Linked DNA regions of Mus musculus: region 1 is linked to region 2. A link is a contact called in public Hi-C data. All regions are on one chromosome and are shown on one strand. Each heading gives the region's core, a stretch centred on a gene start, on an enhancer-like site or on the middle of the called end of the contact. The rest is flanking DNA. Distances are from core to core; before and after follow the strand shown. Region 1 overlaps Sipa1l1 (signal-induced proliferation-associated 1 like 1). Region 2 has its middle 69 kb from the start of Gm30799.

Evidence for each region. A called contact is a pair of places that touch in the nucleus more often than the background predicts.
Region 1: a Hi-C map of uterus shows a contact between it and region 2, with 3 times the contacts expected there. The contact joins two enhancer-like sites. A contact is called at or near these places in 2 of 484 Hi-C or Micro-C datasets (embryonic stem cells and uterus) and 1 of 9 other capture datasets (embryonic stem cells).

The regions. Positions count from the first base shown.
Region 1 is chr12:82,439,139-82,445,372 of GRCm38.p6, reverse strand. Sipa1l1 (signal-induced proliferation-associated 1 like 1) reads right to left here. Exons shown (of 21, transcript NM_172579.3): 18 at 4,412-4,558. It overlaps Gm51987 (a long non-coding RNA gene), which reads left to right. Exons shown (of 3, transcript XR_003950209.1): 1 at 1-920; 2 at 1,420-1,461; 3 at 2,568-2,750. Among named protein-coding and RNA genes, the nearest start is that of Gm51987, 4.2 kb to the left of the region's middle. Within about 2 kb of position 3,527, at least 5 of the 459 cell types and tissues checked have an H3K27ac peak or open chromatin away from gene starts, as enhancers often do. A contact at or near this core is called in uterus, where this site is marked.
Region 2 is chr12:82,135,410-82,141,530 of GRCm38.p6, reverse strand. No RefSeq gene overlaps it. Among named protein-coding and RNA genes, the nearest start is that of Gm30799, 69 kb to the right of the region's middle. Within about 2 kb of position 2,085, at least 36 of the 459 cell types and tissues checked have an H3K27ac peak or open chromatin away from gene starts, as enhancers often do. A contact at or near this core is called in uterus, where this site is marked.

The DNA.
Region 1 (6,234 bases), core at 2,278-4,777, 300 kb before region 2:
TTAAAAGAAAAAAAAGACTCAATTTATTAAAAAAAAAACTTAGACCCTATATAGTTTTGTTCTGATTATCAGCATGCAAATCAGTAATGGTTATGGTTGTCTTATCCTCCTTAGAAAGATCAGAATAAGACAGACTTAGATAAGGAGAAGACTGAAAGATGAGGGTTAGGCTCCAGGTCACAGAAGAGGTTAAAGGATTCGTTACATCAGAATAAAGAAAGAATCATCAAAAGCATCCAGTCTGGAACCCACAGTGACAGCAGAAAAGGAGTTCCAGGTACGAACATCCACAGGGGCCCGAGGAACGAGAACGGCAGCCCATAGAGATGCAGTGCACATAGAGATACAGTGCACAGAGATGCAGTGCACATAGAGATGCAGTGCACACAGAGATGCAGTGCACACAGAGATGCAGTGCACACAGAGATGCAGTGCACATAGAGATGCAGTGTTCTGAGTTGAGAATCCACATTCTGCTTACTGATGCTACCTTAGAGCAGTGCCATGCAACAGATTATGTGTAGAGTTGGAGAATTAAAGTATGTACATATGCTAATGCATCATAAAGTTGATTCGTAGTCAGGATTTCAGTTAAGACTTTTGCCTTAAGTTCTAGAAAGGCGGATTCTGAGATGGTACATTTATTAGAGGTGATGACTATCTGGGAAATGCTTTATAGATTGAAGCTGATGATGCTTTGACATGTGTATCCATTATAATACAACAAGTCTTTAGATATTATGACATAAAAAATGTTACACATAATCTTCCCATTCCACAGGTCAAACAATTATGGAGCGATCAAACCATACTTTAAGGGAAATGCTCATAGACCAGAAGGGGACATAGTGCCAATGAGACGGATAGCACGGCGGCTGGAAAGCACTGGACTGTAGAAAAGACTAATAAATTAGAGCAGTGTAAGTATGTCCTCATCTCAAAATGGAAGGCAGGAAATATGTTACGTTAGGGAAAAGAATATGCTCTTGCGTCAATAGAAGAAAAACTGTGGGTTCTTGCATAATTAATAAAAATCAGATTTGACAGGGGGAGACTCACTGAAGATCTTGGCTGCAGACAGGAAAAGAAATAAACCAAGTAAAATATATGCTAAACCCTCTACACGGGCATAGCTCTAAGACTGTTGGAGACATGAAAATGCCTGCAGCTAAAACTTCACCAATGCATAGCCAACAAATCTTGTTGGCTACAAACTCTTCAAGACTTACCATGCCATCTTTTCAAATGGCATAGATAGAAATTTATATTTATTTATATTACAGTTTGGTTATACAATCTAAACTAACATAAAAAAGGCAGAAAGACCTTACCAGCTCAGAGAGCAGAGAATCATCTTTAACTGAATTATGCACACTGTACATCCCTTACCTAATGCAGAAATGTTTACTACCTTTAAAGGTTTCTATGTTTGCAGAGCAGAAGGACCAGACACCAAAGAAGGTAAGACAAATAGTCCAGATGCTCTCACCTCAGACTGCGTCAATGCTGGTTCCTCAAGACCTGCATCAGGGACGAGTCTGCAGTGCCTAGTTAGATTGTCCAGTCAGAAAATGTTCCAGTCAGGACTTCCTTAAGCCTGAACGTTCTCAGCATACAAAGACTGGACAGCAAGGGCTACAGCTTGCTTTCTTAAGACTGACCAACACCCCCAATTTTAGGGGCCCCCCAAAAGAAATTAATTCCCCAAACCAGCAGGAAGCAATTTTTAAGAGAGTGAATTTCCCATTTCCAAGAGGTGGAGTGGATGGTTTTGATCTTTGAATGGATGATGGATGTTTATTGTCGTTTAAGGGGGTGCTTACAAATCGTAATGGTCTTGGACTAAGAGGAAACAAAAGAGGAAGGTTAGATTCAGGGATTTCTTTCTCTCTTTCTTTTTCTCTCCTTTATCTTTTCTCTGCTATCTAGTATTAGAGGGAGAAGGGATGAAAACAATAAAAGAGGTGGGTTAGGAATACAGGAAATAGCAGGAATAAAGGGTAGATTATTGACGCTAATGTAATCTACTAGCCTAAGAATCTTACACTGTATAGATTTTTGCATATTAATATAAACTTAAGGTTATATTTGGTTACAACATACTATGTATCAATTATTTTCAATGTATTGTACCTGTGTAATCCTAAAAAATGCAATGTTAAGTTCTACGCCTTTAATCTCAGCAGTTGGGAGGCAGAGGCAGGCGGATCTCTGAGTTAGAGGCCAGCCTGGTCTATAGAATGAGTTCCAGGACAGCTAGGGCTATACAGAATAACCCTGTCTCGAAAAACCAACCCCCCCCCAAAAAAAAAAGCTGCTGTTACAAACTGTTTAGGATAATTTAGAAATGCAAGTTAATAGACAATTAAATTCATGGTCATGTTAAGTATAGAAATATGTTTTCAAGGTTGAACAGATAGTAAATAGCTAGAAAAAAAAGCAACATTTGCCATTCAGATATACTATAGATAGATAAATGGTTTTCAAAAATGTCAAAGATCTATAGGACATGGCATTGAAAGATGCTTTATTAATATTTGTTGTTGTTGTTTTTGACAATGAGACAGGTCTGCTCCTGGCAGTATCCTCATTTTACTTCAAAGATGCTGACATCAATGAAGCTCTTACAGAGTTTGCTTCAATTGTACCACTGGCCAAGACACTGTCCTTGCTTCAGCAGCATACAGTATGTTGTCCAAACTGAACAAACAAGACACAAGGAAGTCCACTGCCTCGCTTTTCAAGGACACGGTAGGCAAGTCTTTCATATTTCCCACTTCCAAGAAAGTATGTTAAGATAGTCTGTGCCAGAGGCTGACGATGGACGCTCAACATTGCAGAGTGATTCTGGGGGCCTGTAGAGGCAGCAACTTTTTCTGTCATGTCCATAGTTTTGTAAGCTGCTTGCCTGCACTTCCTGCATACTCAGCTATGTATACACAGATTCTCAAGTCTGTGGTGGGGATGAGGACTAGATAGTAATAGTCTCAAAATTAAGCTTAGGTTGTTTTGTTTTGTTTTTCTTTGAGACAGGTTTCTCTGTGTAGCCCTGGCTGTCCTGGAACTCACTTTGTAAACCAGGCTGGCCTCAAACTCAGAAACCCATCTGCTTCTGCCCCTCCCAAGTGCTGGGATTAAAGGCATGCGCCACCACGCCCGGCTTAAGCTTAGGTTGTACAGGGTTTAAGAAGATGTTCTCAAGTCTAAGAAGATGTTTTAGGTTAGTAGTACAAATTATGATAGAAACTGATTTAGGTCTATAACTCTGAACCTACAAAAACAAGAGTGATAGAATACTTTCTCCAAGGTTGCCGAAAGCATATGGACTGGACACTGTGAATGTAAATCTTACCTGATAGTTCTCATAATTGTTATTAGTATATAACATTTATTATTGTAAGAGAAAGAGTGCTTTATTGGGCTGAAAAGAGAAAATATAGAGAGAATTTCTTGTGCAGTGTATGGCAGCATCACCTGTCAGTAACATGCTGTTGACTTATTAACTTCACAGGAAATAGGGAAGTTCCAGCACAGAGAGAAGATTCTGGGATGGAGTCATGTGGAGGCAAGATTCACCCCAAACTGAGGAAGATGGTCACATGACTCTGAGGGGGCGGTAACTAGCCATGTGGACTATTCTATTCCTGGACTGGGAACAGAACAAATGGGATAAATCAGTTACGAGCTAATGGGAACGACCCAAAGCCTTTGGCCTCTAGGCATGTATTCATAAAATAATTCAGTCTCAGAGTCATTATTTTGGGGAGTAAAGAGACCAGCTGGAAAAGCTCACAGTTATAGGTTAGAATCAGGGAGTTTCCATGAACTAAAGAAGGAAGGAAGGCAAACAAAGACAGCCATCACTATCCATGGTTGCTCTTTCTGAATTCTGTGGCCTAGTAAACCCATGGTCTAAACTGAAACCAGATAAAGTCACTTTCAATTCGTCTACGTAAGAGCAATAACTCTGCTGCCATGACATTATAAAGAACTTCTTAGCATCAAAAAATTTGAAAGTATAATCTTGTACCAAAGTCACTCTTTCCTAAAGAACAGATAGTAGATAGCCAATGTCAACACACATTGCCTTCTGTTTAGTCCCTGGTTTCTATAGGCCAGAGTATCATAGGGACTGCGACATTTACAAGCCACAGGAGTCTCATGAGTTTTGTAGAAAAGAAGCATCAGGGTCCATCTGAATGAATAAAATGCTCCCAGCCCAGCATCTGACCCGACTATAGCTCAGAGCCATGAGCTTTGGCTCTGGGGTCCAGATGTACCCGTGAAGCACATTTACTGTCAGTGTGCCCAGGGTGGCAAGCTGGTCAGACCTTATCATAAACCCTGGCACCCCGTGGCTTGGCCTTCAGGATTCTGATGGCTTATGTGGGTCGTTAGCAACCTCACTCACCCTCATAGGCTTTGGCGGCATCTACTAGGTTGGACCAGTCCAAATCTGAAGCTGCATCAGGCAGGGGCATCAGGCCAGGGTCAGGGATAGGCTGCCTTCGGGTCTCCTGGATGTCGGTGAGGGAGCTGTCCGAGGCAGAGAACTCTCCTACAAAGGAGACAACAGGATAACATGTGTGACCACAGCAGACGCACCGAAGAACTTATTTATCTCCTGTTACCAGAGTACAAGTGTAAGCCATGTGCAGATGGAATCAAGGTCTACTCCAGCAGGCCAGTAGTGGCCTTTCTGAAGCTAACCTGGCTTCCTCCAGTTTCTTTGCATCTCAAAAATACTTCCCACCAACTCTCCCCCAAGAATGTGAGTCATAAGAAACTTATTGAGGCCATATGTAGGTCTGCTGTGGATGAGTGGCCTATTCTCAGTGGGACATGGGGGCAAGGCAGGGTAGCTTTAGTGGTCAGCTTCCCCTCACAGTGTCAAGAGTCATCGGGGGAGAAGAGGCCTAGTCTGATGGCAAACTGAACTGTGGTTATAGCCAAGAAATACTGATAACTATCAGAGGAGCAACAGGACTTCTTTCTATCTGGGCCATGAGCCAAGATCTGCTCCCAACTTCTGTGGGCTTTGTGCTTCGGAAGGTGAAGGATAAGTACATCCCTGACCCGTGCTCCATATCCCAGGGATGGATGGTCTACTGTCCATGGCTGGATGTAGTCAAGGAGTATGAATAGTAGACCAGATCACAGGGAGAGTGCTAAGTCCCTCATAGGAGCCAGCCTTGGAAGGGACTTTCAGTGGGCCATGGCATTATTCTCCACCCTGGGGGCCCTAGGTTAGCACCTGAATGATATCCTGATTAGCAACATCGTAGCAATCAAATCCATCAACCATTTTTTTCTATGGCAAAGGTTATTCACTGCAAACATTAAACCCTCAACAGCTGACAATGAAAAAAAAAAATCTTTGCTTTGAGTACCAAGGGCCACCTGGGCCACAAGAGGACATTCTGCTGCTGCTGAGGGTGGAGGCAGACAAGTGGGAAGCAGGGAGGTCTTTGAGTGGTGGCAGCCAGGATGGATATGGCGTAGTATGTAACTCCACGTGGGCACCCCTCAAATGTGCTGTAGCACTAAACCCCTGCAAACAGGGAGCTAAGCAGAACTCACTACAAAGTGACGTGGCTCCAGAGATACTTACTTACAAAGGATGAGAGTTATGCCTATGATGCCAGCCTGGTAATCCAGGGTGTATTTAGCTGTGCTGAAGCGCAGCTGTGCTGTTAATGAACTTAACCCGAGCAAAGGCACTGAGTCCACGGACACCAGCAAACTCTGCAAGACATCCATGGCTCAGCTGTGTCTAACTGAGCCCACCAAAAGGATGGAGGCACAACAGGTAATTCTGTGTGCCACTTAGAACCTTTCTGCCCTTCCATCCCTGATGCCCAGGCTCCATCTAGGGAAGGGAACAAAACGACCACATCTGTCTCCCACATACATTCCAGTGTAGACAGCAACCAAGACTGCTGAGTATGGAACAGGCATCTCCAGGGGTTGCCTGGCTTCTAGCAGATGATAGGAAGGGGCACAGCAGGGGCGTGTGCCCCTCCCTTCTTCATGGCTCTTTGTGGGTCTGCTTCAGTGGGTCAATGACCCTAAGTGGATAACCCTCTAGGGGCTAGACCCACTCAGACACGTGATCATGCGTGCACACACAGGGACGGGGACAGTACTTTTTATTGCCTGTGAAGGTTGAAGGAAAGTGCAGGGAAAGAAGAAAGGCAGAATCACAGGAGTAAAGGGAGCACTGGCCCCAGCATG
Region 2 (6,121 bases), core at 836-3,335:
GTGAGAGAGAGAGAGAGAGAGAGAGAGAGAGAGAAAGAGAGAGAGAGGTGCCAGCAGAATCTCTATGTCTGACTTTCCTTTTCATTTCTGTTCTTTGCACTTGGCGCTAATGAAGCCCATATAGTTACCATAAAATTATATAAGTTCTCTCGACTCTGGGGCATGACTAGAGCTGTTAGCTAAACTCAGAGAAAAAGGAAGGGACTTCAGTGGTTCCTGGTATTTCTGTTGGCACATACCTTTAACAATCTGGTGAAGGATATAAATTCGCATCCCCCCTACCCCCTAAAAGTCCAAATGCACTCCTGAGACTTCACGATGCTGCCAGGATGCTTGGCCCCACATGTGCACTTCCTACTGTGAGCAAGAATTCTCGGGGGGTGGGGGAGAATAGACAGCCTTGTTATAACTTCCATGGTAGGTATTAGAATGGTGTAAATAATCCTTTTCCAAGAGCTTTTTGTGCTAGTGAAGAACAAGTTATAACAAAATGTTTTTTATTGATTGATTTTATGTGTACATTTTGCCTCTGTGTGGGTATATGCCCCATGTGCATGCAGTACCTTTGGAGGCCAGAAGAGAACATCACATTCTCTGGGAGTGGAATTTCAGACACTTGTGAACTGTCATATGGGTTTTGAAACTTGAACCCTTGCCTGCTACAAGAGTATCAAGTGCTTCTAGCCACTGAGCCAACGTGTTAGCCACCCCCAGATTGAATTTTTAAAAAGTGGGTCTCATTATATAGCCCTGACTGAATTAGAACACACTATGTAGATCAGGATGGTCTTGAAGTCACAGAGATATTCCTGCCTCTCCCTCCTGTGTGTTAGGATTAAAGGTGTCCACCACTGGACCCCACAAACCTCCAATAAAAATATATTCTGGGAGACTGCAGAGATGAATCAATGGTTACGAGTACTTACCATTCTTTCACAGAGTTAGAATTCAGTTCCTAGCAACAAAGTATTTTGTGTGCTCTGTGGGCACTGCACACACATGTACATAAACACATGCACACAAATTAGTAAAAATGAAAACTTAAAACTGAATTATTTTAAAGGAAAGAATGTTTTTGGATTGGTGGGATGGCTTAGCCAGTAAAGGCTCTTGGTGGAGTAGTCCTAGCTACCTGACTTCAACAACATCTAAAGCCTTCATAAAAATGGAAGGAGAGAACCAATCTTACAAAGTTTCCTGTTGGGAAAATCTCACGTGCACTGTATGTGAGGTATCGCCTGTCTCAGTGTTCTGTAAATATCTTCTTCATCACCCTCTTATTGGCTTAAGGAAGAGCTGAACGGCCTATAGCAAGGCAGAAGGAGAAAGGCGGGACATCCAGGCACAGAGAGGAACTCTGGGAAAGAGCCTTCACCAGCCCTTTTCTCTGGAAAAGAAGATCACCAGCCAGACTCAGAGGAAGGAATAGGTGCTGGTACTGAGGAGTGGTAGGTAACAAACCGCATGCAAGAACGAGGAAATGGTAAGATTTACTTAGATGAGCTAGTTGAGAGTCTGCCAAGCTACAGCCAAGCTTTCATAATAGTTAAAAAGGTCTCCTTGACATTGCTGGAGCGACCGGCGGGCTGAGGCAATCCGGAGGTATTTCCCCTCTGCCTTCCATACATGCATGGTGGCATGTGTGCTCCATTCCACATCACTTACACAATGATAATTAAAGTTTAGAAATTTAAAGAATTTTAAAATTGAATTATGTGTATATATAAATGCCCTCTGTATTCATATGACTACATAGTTTTTTATTGTATTCATATGCCTACATGGCTTTTGCAAGTAAAATGTCTTCAAGCCTTGCACAACCCATATTTTTTCCCAGGGGAACAAGAGAGACTCTGAACTTGCCAAATATGACTCAGCAGGTCATTGACAAAGCCTTGCACACAGGGGTGAGGAACGAAAAGCATTTTCAACCATCTACCTTGAGATACATAAAATTTCTGTGTTTGCTCGGCAGTGCAGTTGGAAGAGATTCAGTGATTCGGCCCAGTGTGGAGCCTGGGTTTGAAGAGGCCTGCTGTGTGGAACACTTCAGAACTCTGACTTCGTGCCTTAGTCACTTCCTCCTTGGGGTCCGCAGAGCCTCGACCTAACTTTATGCAGCTGCCGGTCAAATAGAACGTTTGGCTCTATTACTTTATTCTTCTTACGACAGCTGCTGCTTCCTGTGGGTAGACCAAGTTAAAAGAAAAGAAGTCCAAGCTTGCAAACTTGGTGCTGCTGTCTTTGAAGGAGATTTGTCTTGTTGGCTTAACGGCCCGTGAGGCTCAGGATGAAACACCGCCCAGAGAAAATGATCTACTTCTCGCCTTAGCGACAGTGTAGGGCCCAGCTCATACATGGATGCTATTAAGAGTGTGTTGTGAGGCCGGAGAGATGGCTCAGCACTGAAGAGCCCTTGTAGCTCTTGCAGAGGACCCATGTTTGGTTCCTAGCACCCACATGACAGCTTACAACTATCTGTAACTCCAGTGCCAGTATATCTGATACTCTCTTCTGGCCTTCCAAGGTACTTCCTGCATGGATGCACAGATGTCCCTGCAGGGGAAAAAAAAAAAAAAAAGAGCCAGGCGTGGTGGCACACGCCTTTAATCCCAGCACTCGGGAGGCAGAGGCAAGCGGATTTCTGAGTTTGAGGCCAGCCTGGTCTACATAGTGAGCTCCAGGACAGCCAGGGCTATACAGAGAAACTCTGTCTCAGAAAAAAACAAAATAAATAAATTAATTAATAAATAAAAACAAGTAAGTCTTTTTAAAAAGAAAACAAAAAGGAGGGTAGTTTGTGAAATTCGATTAGTGCTTTATGATATGTGAAGTCATAAGGTCATAGGATTATAATGATCAGCATATGCTAGATCTGTATGTTTAGTGTACACCACTGAATGATAGTTAAAAGGAACATAGAAAACTTTCTGATTTTTGGATCCTCAATGCCTAACACATGATCTGAAGTATAGTAATTGCTCAATAAATCATAGAATGACTGAACGTGCAACTGTGGTCGATCTACATTATGCTTCTTGGTATAGAAGAGAACATTTTTCAGAAGGAAAAACTTAAAACCAAATTGCTAAGGACCTTTTATTAGATGTAGGCGGTAACCAAGAGCACAGAGAGTGAATTGTCTAAATCTAAAAGTAGCTATGACTGAACTGTAATGAATATCATTCCAGTCAATTGCAATGGGTAACAGGAACTATTGTCAAATGCTCCACAGATGTACTCTCATCTCCTTAATTGGTTCCCAGAAACCTTCTGTCGCTGGGCTTGAGTTACAGAGTTATAGGACTTATTGTTATAGGAGTGAAGAATGAGTATTGCCTAGAACTGAGAATATTGATCACAGCCAAATTCCTTGATGTCAATAAAATGTTACAGAAAGAAAAGACTTCTCGAGTTATAATAGCTTCCCTTTAGTCATCAAGGCAAGATCTGTAGGAGGGAGACCATAGAGTTTCTCTCCAGCATAGAATGTCTTCTCTCTTAGGCCTGGTCATGCCATGAAGTTGTCTTCTCCAGAATGATCATGTCAGTAGGATGTGCTATAGGCAAAAATAAAAACAAAACCCAATAAAAAAGTCCCAACCTGGTTCTCTCTGGCTTTCCTCCACATCTAATGAGCAGGAGAGGCTCAGGTAGACCGGTTGTCCGGCGAGAGGCAGTGACTCTCATCCCTGCTGGCTAGTGTGGGCCCTCAGGGACCCAGAGTTGCCTGACTGTCTAAGGGCAGGAAGGCAGAGGTGCTGATGCCGGAATGTGTGGGACATCAAGTCCAGTGGTGGACATCTCAGAAGAGACAGCCCGGAGCATCCAGTCACAGGGGAGAGCCGTGGTGACAGCAGGGTGTTGAACGGGTAGGTGTCTGAGGACTTGTCTTTCCTTCCCCCACTGAAGCCACCATGGGGTCATACAATCCATTTCACTATATATGCACAGACTTTGCCGTACATAGGAGTGGGGAGAAGGACAGGGGGTAGAGTCAAGATTTACTGGAATAAACCTCTCAAGTTATTTCATTGTATTGGTTAGATTCACATTATACCCATAGACCACCTTCGCTGTGTTCCACCCATCACAATAACCACATGGCTCAAAGAGCTGAATGACTGCCAGGCCCTGTTTCTAAATAAATAATTTGAGAAGTTGGCATAGTAAGTGTGTTGTCTGGCTACACAGATATTCATGTAATAAAGGTCTATGGGATAAACAGAATCAGATGTGTCAATGTGTGGACTTGAACTGGAGACTGGATTTGAGCGATAGGAGATTTAGTTGCACAGAATAGAAACTCTCTTGTAGGCTGAGCACACAGGGAATTGGGCACAAGAAGACTGAAAAGCGTTGCTCGGGCTTTTAGAATTGACTCAGAACTAGTGTATTAGGTAATGTCTACTCTTGAATGGTCAGGAACCTGAGAAGTGGGAGCTACCGTCCCACATCCATGCTCCAGGATGATGCTGCCCAAGAGAGGCTGGACATATCCCCGCAAAGATGCCCACATCATGTCAGACCAGAAGTGGTCTTTACAAATGAGATAGGAGAGCTTCCAGAGACAGGACTATCCTAGACTTGGAGTATGGACTCTATGGCCAATCATACGTATCCTTAAAATAAGACTGCAAAGGGTGTATAAGTAAAGACAGAAGGAGATGTTGCAGATATTGTGTCCCCAAAATCAAGGAAAGCTCCCAGAGATGAGAACACAGAAGAGACAGAATGGGTTTCCCAGGGATCCCCTGGAGACTAACCCTCCTAAAACCTTGATTTCCTGCCCAGTGATAATGTCTGGACCTTTAAGCTCCAAAACATACTGTATATTTGCTTTAGGTTCCCTCATACTTCCTAATTTGATTAATTAGCAAGTTAATGTAATTTCCCTGTGTGACTGTTGGTATTTCAACACAGTGCCATGCTTATACCATGGTAGTCTCACTAAACTCAAGGAATTCAAGAGTCACACATGTGCATCTGGCTACTGGTGCCTTGGTCCCTTCTGCTAGGATGGTAAGATACGGATTTAACCATACCAGGCCCCAGAGGAAAGCACAATAGAGTCAGGTAAAACAAACCTTCCTGTTGAGCTAGCATGCTGTTTCCTGCCATTTTCTGGAAGTGATGGAACTCATTACTATTCCAAAACAAAAACTGAAGACGAGGAAATGCCTGTAACTTTAATTTTTTTCAAACCTTGTTTTTAATGATGATTCTTGTAGCCCACCACTCTCCAGAGGTAGTGGGGAAAGAAAGGATATGGGGGAAGTGGACCTGTTTAGAAAAGTTCTTTGGAGCAATTCCCATCTGTGTTGTCTGGAACTCCACAGATCAATTCACAGGTTAGCAGTGGCAGATGGAGTCACTTCATAGATACACCAGCAGTCCAGTTCAGTAGAATCAGGATCAGCAAGAACAACAGCAAAAACTCTTGGCTGTGCCTCTCTCAGGAAAGCGAAGATCAGCGGAGACTTGAGACCAACAAGTGTTGCACAACTAGCTATATAAGCAAGCCTATCTTAGCCCCCATCACCGTCTGTCAAATCCTTTGTATACTCTCCAAACATCACATGTCCTCCACATGCCTTGCTGAGCATGTGCCTTGCCTCAGCGTGCGTGTCTGTCTCAGCTGACATCACTCTGCCAATCAGTGTAAGTACATAGAAGCAGCAAGAAACAGCAGCACATCACCAGAAGGTTTTTGGTGCATTTCTCTCTATGGAGTCCTGACAAATGCAGCTCAACTACACAATGTAAGGCAGACCACTACATGCATGTCGTTAGCAACGAATCTTTCATCGCATGTCACTTCATGAGCTTGCTTTAGCAGAACATCCTCTCTCCTGTGTCTACTTCAGCGAAACGTTCCTTCACATGTTTGCCCCAGCAAAACACCATCCAAACGGCTTTCCAAAGAACCCTTAAGTTTCTACTTCAAATGCCGAACCTCATAATTACAGCTCTGTCACCCAAGATCCTTCCTGAAAGGGCCACTGTATTTCACATGAATTTTTTTTCCTTTAAATTCTATTCATTTTATTTCTTGAGACAGGGTCTTATTAGGTTCGTCAGGAACTTGCTCTGTGAATCACAATGGCTCTGAATGTTCAGA